Regions from separate parts of the Ovis aries genome. Here region 2 is linked to region 1. Evidence: chromatin contacts called from public Hi-C data. All regions are on one chromosome and are shown on one strand. Each heading gives the region's core, a stretch centred on a gene start, on an enhancer-like site or on the middle of the called end of the contact. The rest is flanking DNA. Distances are from core to core; before and after follow the strand shown.

Evidence for each region. Hi-C and Micro-C count contacts between places; a contact is called where the count stands out from the background.
Region 2: a Hi-C map of liver shows a contact between it and region 1, with 3 times the contacts expected there. The contact joins two enhancer-like sites. A contact is called at or near these places in 5 of 16 Hi-C or Micro-C datasets (hypothalamus, liver, omental adipose tissue and 2 more).

Annotation. Positions count from the first base shown.
Region 1 is chr2:218,054,337-218,058,972 of ARS-UI_Ramb_v3.0, reverse strand. No RefSeq gene overlaps it. Among named protein-coding and RNA genes, the nearest start is that of MREG, 19 kb to the right of the region's middle. Within about 2 kb of position 2,827, at least 2 of the 54 cell types and tissues checked have an H3K27ac peak or open chromatin away from gene starts, as enhancers often do. A contact at or near this core is called in liver, where this site is marked.
Region 2 is chr2:218,234,468-218,239,103 of ARS-UI_Ramb_v3.0, reverse strand. No RefSeq gene overlaps it. Among named protein-coding and RNA genes, the nearest start is that of TRNAS-GGA, 80 kb to the left of the region's middle. Within about 2 kb of position 2,558, at least 3 of the 54 cell types and tissues checked have an H3K27ac peak or open chromatin away from gene starts, as enhancers often do. A contact at or near this core is called in liver, where this site is marked.

The DNA of each region.
Region 1 (4,636 bases), core at 1,578-4,077:
GGCTGCAAATATCTGCTTTGCTTGGCGTCTTGCTTGGTGTATACATCCCTCTTTTGCAGAAGGATACATCAGACTCTCAGTGCGAAATTAAACCATTTCCCTTTCCCCCAAAACCGTGTCCAAAAATAAATAAATTTTGATTTTCTGGGCAGCTTTGATAAAGGGAGCTGGGCTGGTCTGGCGTATAGGAATTTTCAGCCAGCTTGAGAGTTGTGTGTACGTCTAGGCTACATCCTTCAGTTTGTGAGCATGATTCAGCATCCCTGAATTCTGAGAACTCTGGAGAGACAGATACGAGTTTGAGTTTCTAGATCTGCAAACAGGTTTGTTACTAGACCTGGAGTGCCAGCCTTTGGGCAGTGGGCAGTGTTCATCACACTTCCTGCCTGGTTTTAACCGTTTGCCTTGTCTGCTCTGACTTAGCAGCCTCAGTCCTTCTCTTTTTTTAGTATCTGTTTATTTATTATTTGGCTGCGGCAGGTCTTAGTTGCGGCACGTGGGATCTTTCATGGCATCACACAGACTCTCTAGTTGTAGTGCGTGGATTTAGTTGCTCTGCAGCCTGTGGGATCTTAGTTCCCTGACAAGGGATTGAACCTGTGTCCCCTGCATTACAAGTCGGATTCTTAACCACTGGGCCACAGGGAATTCCCCCAGTCCTTCTTTATATCACCGTCCATGAAACTACCTGAGTCCTTTTATTTTAAAAGTAAATAATTAAGAACATGATGTCCTTTTGATTGTACTACTGTCTTAATTAGAATTGCTATTTGTAAATACTGAGTGGTCTACATAGTTCTATATTTTGATGGGGTAAATAATCAGAAATACAATTCTCTTTCTCTCTCAGATAGATAGATAGATCTATCTTTGTGTTTTTTTCCTCTTTTTAAGATGTGGCCATATATATTATATGGAGAAGGAAATGGCAACCCACTCCAGGATTCTTGTCTGGGAAATCCCATGGACAGTGGATCCTAGTGGGCTACAGTCCATGGGGTCACAAGAGTCAGACATGACTTAGCAACTAAATCACCACCACCATATATATATATATATATATTTTTTTAATATAATTAATTATAGTATATATATAGTATAGCTTGCCATTTTACCCATTTCTAGGTATATGATCCGTATTTTACTTACAGGCAACCCTAAGGTAGAATTCCAATTTCTCGAATCAGTTCAGTTCAGTCGCTCAGTCGTGTCCGACTCTTTGCCACCCCATGAATCGCAGCACACTAGGCCTCCCTGTCCATCACCATCTCCCGGACTTCACTCAAACTCACATACATCTAGTCGGTGATGCCATCCAGCCATCTCATCCTCCGTCATCCCCTTCTCCTCCTGCCCCCAATCCTTCCCAGCATCAGAGTCTTTTCTAATGAGTCAACTCTTAGCATGAGGTGGCCAAAGTACTGGAGTTTCAGCTTTAGCATCATTCCTTCCAAAGAACACCCAGGGTTGATCTCCTTTAGAATGGTCTGGTTGGATCTCTTTGCAGCCCAAGGGACTCTCAAGAGTCTTCTCCAACATCACAGTTCAAAAGTAAATTCAAATATGTATTACATTGATGGTATACAAATACAAATGTTCAAACTTCAAGTTTGTTTGAGAAAATATCCAGAATATAGCAAGATCAAGTAGAATTAAATTAATACACAATAACTGGGAAAACATCAAAATATGACATTTAAATCCTGCCTAGAAAGATCAAATAGAAATTTTGCTGTTGATTTGTATATATTTTTGGATTGTCTAAGTTTTTGGAGTCAATTCATAAAAGGCATCTTTGGTTTACAAAAAACACACTTCAAATGTAGTTTATTTCAATCTAAAGCACATGTTTTATATTTACATGAAATTTTAGCTAGTTTTAGTGAAAGATATAAATTCTTGTATGGAATTCAAAATGCCATGCTTCAAATTTTAAATTTTTAGATTGAAGAAGTTGTACTGAAGAAAAAATAAAGATCATTGCATTCTTGAAAATTCAGGTAAACATTAACATTTTAAATTTCCTTATATAGTACATTTTAAATGTGTTTTGAAATTTAGAAAGCATTTTATACAAAATCTTCAAATTTGGAATGCTTTAAAAAAACAATGAAATTTATAAGTGGTTCTTTTTTCAGAGAGGATGGGAGACGGGATAGTTGATTTGACTCTCACTTGTCTAGAACATGAACTTTTGCTATTTCTTGTTTTCCAAATACCAAACACATTAAAGGAAAACAATCAGATGTAGTTATTCATGTTTTACCAATAAAAGATGAATGACTTTCATCAAGTATTTTAAAAAATTGTTCGTTTGCAGTGTGCCTTTCCAAATCATTCTGGAGATTCTAAAATCTCTGAACATTATTTTTTATTTCAACAAATTTTTAAGGCTGTGTGAATCACAATATTTCAAACTCCTTTCGAAGGAAGATACCCTTTAGTTGTAAATAGAAATTACTCATTACATTTAAATGAGTTGCTTATAGTTATACATAATTTTGATTCATTCAGTGTCTGCTTGACTAGATGCTTTATTTTAGAAACAAATAGTAGTAGCTGACTTGCCTTGTGTAATCTAAATTTGCTTTGAGGACAGAGTAACAATATTTTGATAATACCTAGTTACTGAGAAGGGGCTTCCCTGGTGGCTCAGTGGTAAAGAATCTGCTTGTCAGTGCAGGAGATTCAGGGTTTGATCCCTGGGTCTGGAAGATCCCCTGGAGAAGAAAATGTCAACCTGTTCCAGTATTCTTGCCTGGGAAATCTCAAGGACAGAGGAGCCTGGCCGGCTACAGTCCATGAGATCGCAGAGTCGGACATGACTTGGCAACTAAACAAGTTACTCGAAAGTGAAGGCTCCTGCAGTAGAGGGTTAGTTTTAATATAACACACTGCTTCCAAAGAAGAGGTTTTTTAAAAACTCATTTTTATTTTAAAAAATGGAGGTGAAATTGACATAAAATTAATTTTAAAATGAACGATTCAGTGGCATTTAGTATGTTCACAGTGTTTCGTAACCACCACCTCTATCTAGTCCCAAAATATTCCCGAAGGGAAACTCCATAAGGCAGTTGCTCTGCATTTCCCCACTCTGCAGCCCTGGCAACAATCAGGCAGAGTTCTGTCCCTATGGATTTACCCACTCTGGAATATGTCATGTACATGGAATTGTACAATATGTGATTCTTGGTGTCTAGCTTTTTTCATGTACCATAATGCTTTTGAGGTTCATCCAAATTGTAGCATGCATTTTAAATCAATTTATGTAGGTGAGATTGCCTCCACTGTTGGACAGGACTCTCTTAACCTTATTTATAGAATGTTCTTCTTAAGAGCAAAAGGATTTTGTGATAATGCCTAGAGAACTTAATATGTTTTACTATGATAAAAGGACGAAGAAAATAAAGATCAGCCTATCTCACTCTGAAGTAGTCTGATACAAGAATTCCTGGCCTTTTCAGAGGAAGGAAATTCTGAGCTCATGGAATGACCAGGGGTATAGATTTAGGTCTCAGGGTTACCAGGCAATGGATGCTATGACGTGCCACCCAGATCTTCTTCAAGAAGAAAGGAGTTACTGGGGCGACTACCAGAAGGGCCAGCAGTCAGCCCTCAGCAGCTACCAGCCCCCTGCTGGCCGATCTCAGCTGGAGAGCTGCCCTAGCCAAAGGTCATGTTCCCTTTCCAGGTGGCCCTCATCCAGAGGTTGATATCATGGAGGTAGAAAGGCTAAGCCCTCTTGTACCAACACAGAACAGCTCAGCTGTGAAGTCCCCATAGAGCTGGCTGAGACCCAGCGCTGCTCCCTTTTCTTCCCTTCCCTCCCATAGCATTCCATGAGTGCTCCTCACTAAGCCTCCTAAAGCTCTGAGTACTCCCAGCTAGACCTCCTGAAAGACATGTGCTCTCCATTGTTTGTTGTTTAGTCCCTAAGTCGTGTCTGATTCTTTGCAATCCCAAGGACTGAACCCTGCCAGGTTCCTCTGTCCGTGGGATTTTCCAGGCAAGAATACTGGAGTGGGTTGCCATTTCCTTCTCCAGGGGATCTTCCCGACCCAGGGAACCCATATCTCCTGCATTGGCAGGTAGATTCTTAACCACTGAGCTATCTAGGAAGCCCTGTTCTTTCCATTATGCCTCCTATAAGCCCTGAGTGATTCCTGCTAATCTTCTGTAAACTCACTCCATCTCAGAGTCTGCTTCCCTGGAAACCCAGTGTATAGTCCCAAATTTTGCATGGTTCCACGAGGCATTCCAGGAAATGAAGTTAGGCACCTTCTCTAAGCTGAGAAGCTTAGCTTTTTCCTACTGGAGACTTGCTATTGTACCAGAGATCATCTCTCCAAATTAAAATAATTTTTCCTTTCACGGTCTTTAAAGCAACATCTCTTCTGGATATTTGATGGGGAGCAATTAAGGGTTTTGGTTTTTTTTTATTTGTTAAGTCTTATTTGAGTTGGACTATAAAGAAAACTGAGTGCCAAAGAATTGATGCTTTTGAACTGTGGTGTTGGAGAAGACTCTTGAGAGTCCCTTGGACAGCAAGGAGATCCAACCTATCCATCCTAAAGGAAATCAGTCCTGAATATTCATTGGAAGGACTGATGCTGAAGCTGAAACTCCAATACTTTGG
Region 2 (4,636 bases), core at 1,309-3,808, 180 kb before region 1:
GTGCTCCCTGCAGAGGCTCTTTCCCTGTGAAACCCACTCTAATGAAGTGGAGGCAGAATGGTGAACCAGATCCTCAAATTCCATCACGTGCAGTTGTCCCCTGAGTAAGATTTCCTTTAGTTCAGTTAGGGAAGGTTTTTTCTACTCCTCCCAGGAGCAGGAAGTGTTGGGGTTTGAAAGAGGGTTTCCCCCTCTCTTCTCTTGAGGCCTGTGCTCAGGCGCAGTGAATTCCTCCCACTTGCCTCTCCATGTGGAGATCATGCCATCATCCTGTCTCTCTCTGTTATCCCAGCTGTGTCTGGAGCAAGGCTGCTAGGAAAGGCCTCGGGCCCAAGCAGAGCGCTTCCTCCTCTGGACAGCGAAAGGTTGCTGCTGACCCACGACGTGTGTTTATTGATGTGTCTAGAACAGTGCCTGGCACACAGTAAGTACCCTGTAAAATGCTCATGTGAAACTGAGTGAAAAAAGACTAAGAAATAAGCCTTATGCGGTGTCTTTGAAGTTTTTAAGCTCGTGGCGCCCTCTGATGATACAATATCTTACAGGGACTCCCAGTGAGGAAAACAGAGAAGGTGCTGTTCTGGTTTAAGTGTGTATGAACAGGGTAAGGAAGCTCTCACCTGCCCCCACTCTGAATTTACAGAGAAAGAAACAGGAGGAAAGAGACTGGAGACATGGGGAGCTAACCCCAGTCCAGGGCCCCTCCCAGCCCGTGGCTCTCCCCACTGCTCTGGGGCGACCCGAGGGGCCCCGCCAGGCCGCCACCCCAAGTCTTCTCTACCAGAATGGCATTACCTTTGTCCTGTATGTTAAGCTTCTGTAGAGGCTTTCATCTGAGGAAAGTGTTCTCATGTTTAAACAGCAAACAAACAAAATCCATTGTTAGGGGAATGGAAGAAGGGAGTATAGATTAAGGCAGAGGTTGGTTCTGGGGGAGATTCTGCTTCCTTTTATCACATGACCCTAAAGAAGTCAGAAAATGAACGAGGTGGGGATGAGACCTGAACCTTCTTGCCTGTGCTTCTTTGGGGGTATTTATTGTTTCATTCTGTGCAGTGGGAGGAAACTCTTGCTCACTGACTAGGATCTGACTTGGTAGGAGAAAAGAGAAACGGGAACGATCAGAAGGGAAGGAGACAAAGAATTCCCGCTTGGTTCCTGGAAGTTCTGAGATGCTCAGATATCAAGTGCCTCCAAGTCACATGGGAAGGAGTGACTAGAGAGCCTTTCTGCTGGTGATCCTGGCTCATGCTGAGAGCTAAAGAGGGGGAGAAAGACACCAGGAGATGGCGCTCAAACTTGGCCACACATGAAATCATCAAGGGATCTTTAATCACTAGCGATGCCTAGCGCCTGTGTTGATTCCATGGGCAGGGCCTGGGACCCAGGGTGGGCAGCAGGAGGCAGCAGGAGTCTTTAAAGCTCTTCAGGTGCCAGAAAAGATCTGTCTAGTCAAAGCTATAGTTTTTCCAGTAGTCATGTATGGATTGAGAGTTGGACTGTAAAGAAAGATGAGCACCAAAGAGAACTGATGCTTTTGACTTGTAGGGCTGGAGAAGACTCTTGAGACTCCCTTGGACATCAAGGAGATCAAGCCAGTCAATCCTAAAGGAAATCAACCCAGAATATTCCTTAGAAGGACTGATGCCAAAGCTGAAGTTTCAATACTTTGGCCACCTGATGCGAAGAGCTGACTCATTGGAAAAGAAGCTGATGCTGGGAAATATTGAGGGCAGGGGGAGGAGGGGGCAACAGAGGATGAGACGCTTGGATGGCATCACCGACTCAATGGACATGAGCTTGAGCAAACTCAGGGAGATGGTGAAGGACAGGAAAGCTTGAAGTGCTGTAGTTCATGGGGTCGCAAAGAGTCAGACATGACTGAGTGACTGAACAGCAATGACGGGTGGATTCTAATGTAGAGCCAAGTTCAGGAAGCCCTGCATCAGGAGCCGGGGTAGGCAGTCCTTCCTGAAGCCTCCCAAGAAGCAGCGCCTGTGATTCTTAACCCACTTCTCTCAAAGGGTGGGTCTCCAGGGACAGGAGCCCCGAGCCCGACAGGACAGAGGTGCAGGGGCACCAAGAGGGGCCGGCACACCTGCAGCCTGTGGTTATTCTGCTCCCCAGGGTTTCCTGCTCCTTGGGGACACAGGCAAACCACACAGAAAAGAGCTTTGCAGGAGGCTGCATAAACAAGAGGTACCAGGTCAGAAGTACTTTCCTGCAAAGAAGGGAAGGTCAGAGAGGGATGTGGCTAAGGCCAGAGGGAGATGGACAGTTGTGTCCAGCTGTGTCAAGGTGGGAGAGTGAGCAGCCGGGTGGCGTGCTCTGAAGAGGAGGAGAGGGGAGAACAAGCTAACTCAGCCTGACAAGTGGGCTGAAGAGGGCAGACAGACACATGCCCTTGACAGCGGGCTCCGGTTTTCCAGGAATTTCAGGCTCCCCGGGGGCGGGGAGCTGGATTCCCGCTGCTGAATGGCTGTCAGCCAGGTCATGCTCTCGGCCATCCTCCTCTCCACTTCCCCGGGGGCTGCCCTGGTTTGGACTCTCATCCTTGCTCCGAGGCCACTCCAGCAGCCTGCAGACTGCTGACGCTGCATCTTCTCCGTCCTCTCTGCCAGAATAACCTTGAAGGGCCCATCTGATTGCATTTTTCTTTTCAAAAACACGTTTCTTCTCATGACAGCTGCCTGACCTATCTTTGCAGTCTGACTGCTCGCCGTTTTCCATCATGCACCTCATCCTCCAGCCAAACCAACCACTTACCCTTTCCTAGGTCTGGTCTGAACTTGGCTGTGTTCTCTATTTGAGCAGCCTGCCTTTCTCTCATTAGATTCTTGTTCCATTTATGGTCTGTCTTCAATGCCACCAACTCTAGAAAGTGCCCCCAGCTACCAAGCCTGAACTCCATTGCTCCTTCAGTGTCTGGGGCTCATCTTTCTCACCCTGTGGGTTTGGGTATCTGTGACCATCTGGAGGACCAGCAATGTGTTCTCCTATTCTAACCTTCTGGAGCGCCCAGCTGTGTTTTGGAAACAGCAGATGCTCAATGTACGCTTACTAAATTGAATTTTGTAGACAAGGAACCCAGGACACAGGTCAGGGAATGGGTGGAGAGTGGGACCTGCTTCTGGGATAGCTGGAATATCAAGAGAGGCACCCCCATAGAAACATAGACACTACCATGTGTTAAATAGATAGCCAGTGGGAACTTGCTGTATGACTCACAGAGTTCAAATTGATGTTCTGTGACAACCTAGAGGGGTGGAATGGGTTGGGAGTGGGGAAGGAGGTTCAAGAGGGAGGGGACATATATATATACCTATGGCTGATTCATGTTGATGTATGGCAGAAACCAACACAAAACTGTCAAACAATTATCCTTCAATTGAAAAAAGTTTTTAAAAGAGAGAAACGCTTCTTCTTGCCAGCCTTGGAGTTGGGTAAGAGCTGCGTGTTCGACCTATGTCCATAAGGGCATGTGGTAGGGCCATATGCTTGGGCCATGTGGGACACTGACCACCTGGTCTCCGTCCTTGGAACATATGAAATTTCATGAATAAAAGGATACAAAGACACATACTTATCAATAACAACAGCTAACACTCAGAGAACACTTTGCGGTCTGTTTCACATTCATATTCTCAATAAATACAGACACACGGACTTTCTTTACAGGTTGGCAATCTGATCCTTCCCACTCACACAAGGTGGGCAAATGTTATCCTCATCAACTGGACATACCGCACACACACTTCTTTATATTTATAGAAAGAAGGGGACTAAAATCATTGCCTCCCTTCTGTATTTCAGGCACTGTTCTAGGTAGCCAACAGATACAAAACACGTTCTCCAGAAGCCTGCTCACACCTGTGTGCGTCCAACTCAACGCCCCTCCTCTGTGTACCACACCACTCTCTCTCTCCTAACGCCACACATTTATTCCCTGCAGATGCAGTCAACAGTCTCAGTGGCTGTGACGGGCTGAACCATGTCCCTACGGAAGCCGTGTTGAGTCCTCACCCCCGGAATGTGACCTCATTTGGAAACAGGATCACTGATGTGATTATTAAGATGAAGTCCTTTGGACTCTGTGGGAGAAGGCGAGGGTGGGATGATTTGAGAGACTGGCATTGAAACATGTATATTACCATATGTGAAATAGATCGCCAGTCCATGCTTGATGCATGAGACAGGCTGCTCAGGGCCGGTGCCCTCAGGGATGGAATGGGGAGGAAGGTGAGAGGAGTGGGGGACACATGTACACAAATGGATGATTCATGTCAATGTATGGCAAAAACCACTACAATATCGTAAAGTAACTACCTCCAATTTAAAGTAGGCTCCTGACCCATTATGACTTGTTCTTTAGGAAATGCTGCCCACGGAAATGAACACAGTGACCCAGAAAGGAAATGTGTACGTGTCTGCGTGCATACTGGGCATAGGACTAGCCTTGAATGTGTAATGAGTGAGTGTCCATGTATGTACGTGTCGGAGGCTTTAAGTCTGTGTGCACCTGTATATTGTGCATGTAAAGTCAAGGGATGACCTTTGCCCTTCTTCTATCACACACACACACACACACACACGCACACACAGTAGCCTTTAGCCCTGAACCTTCCTGAGTCCTGTT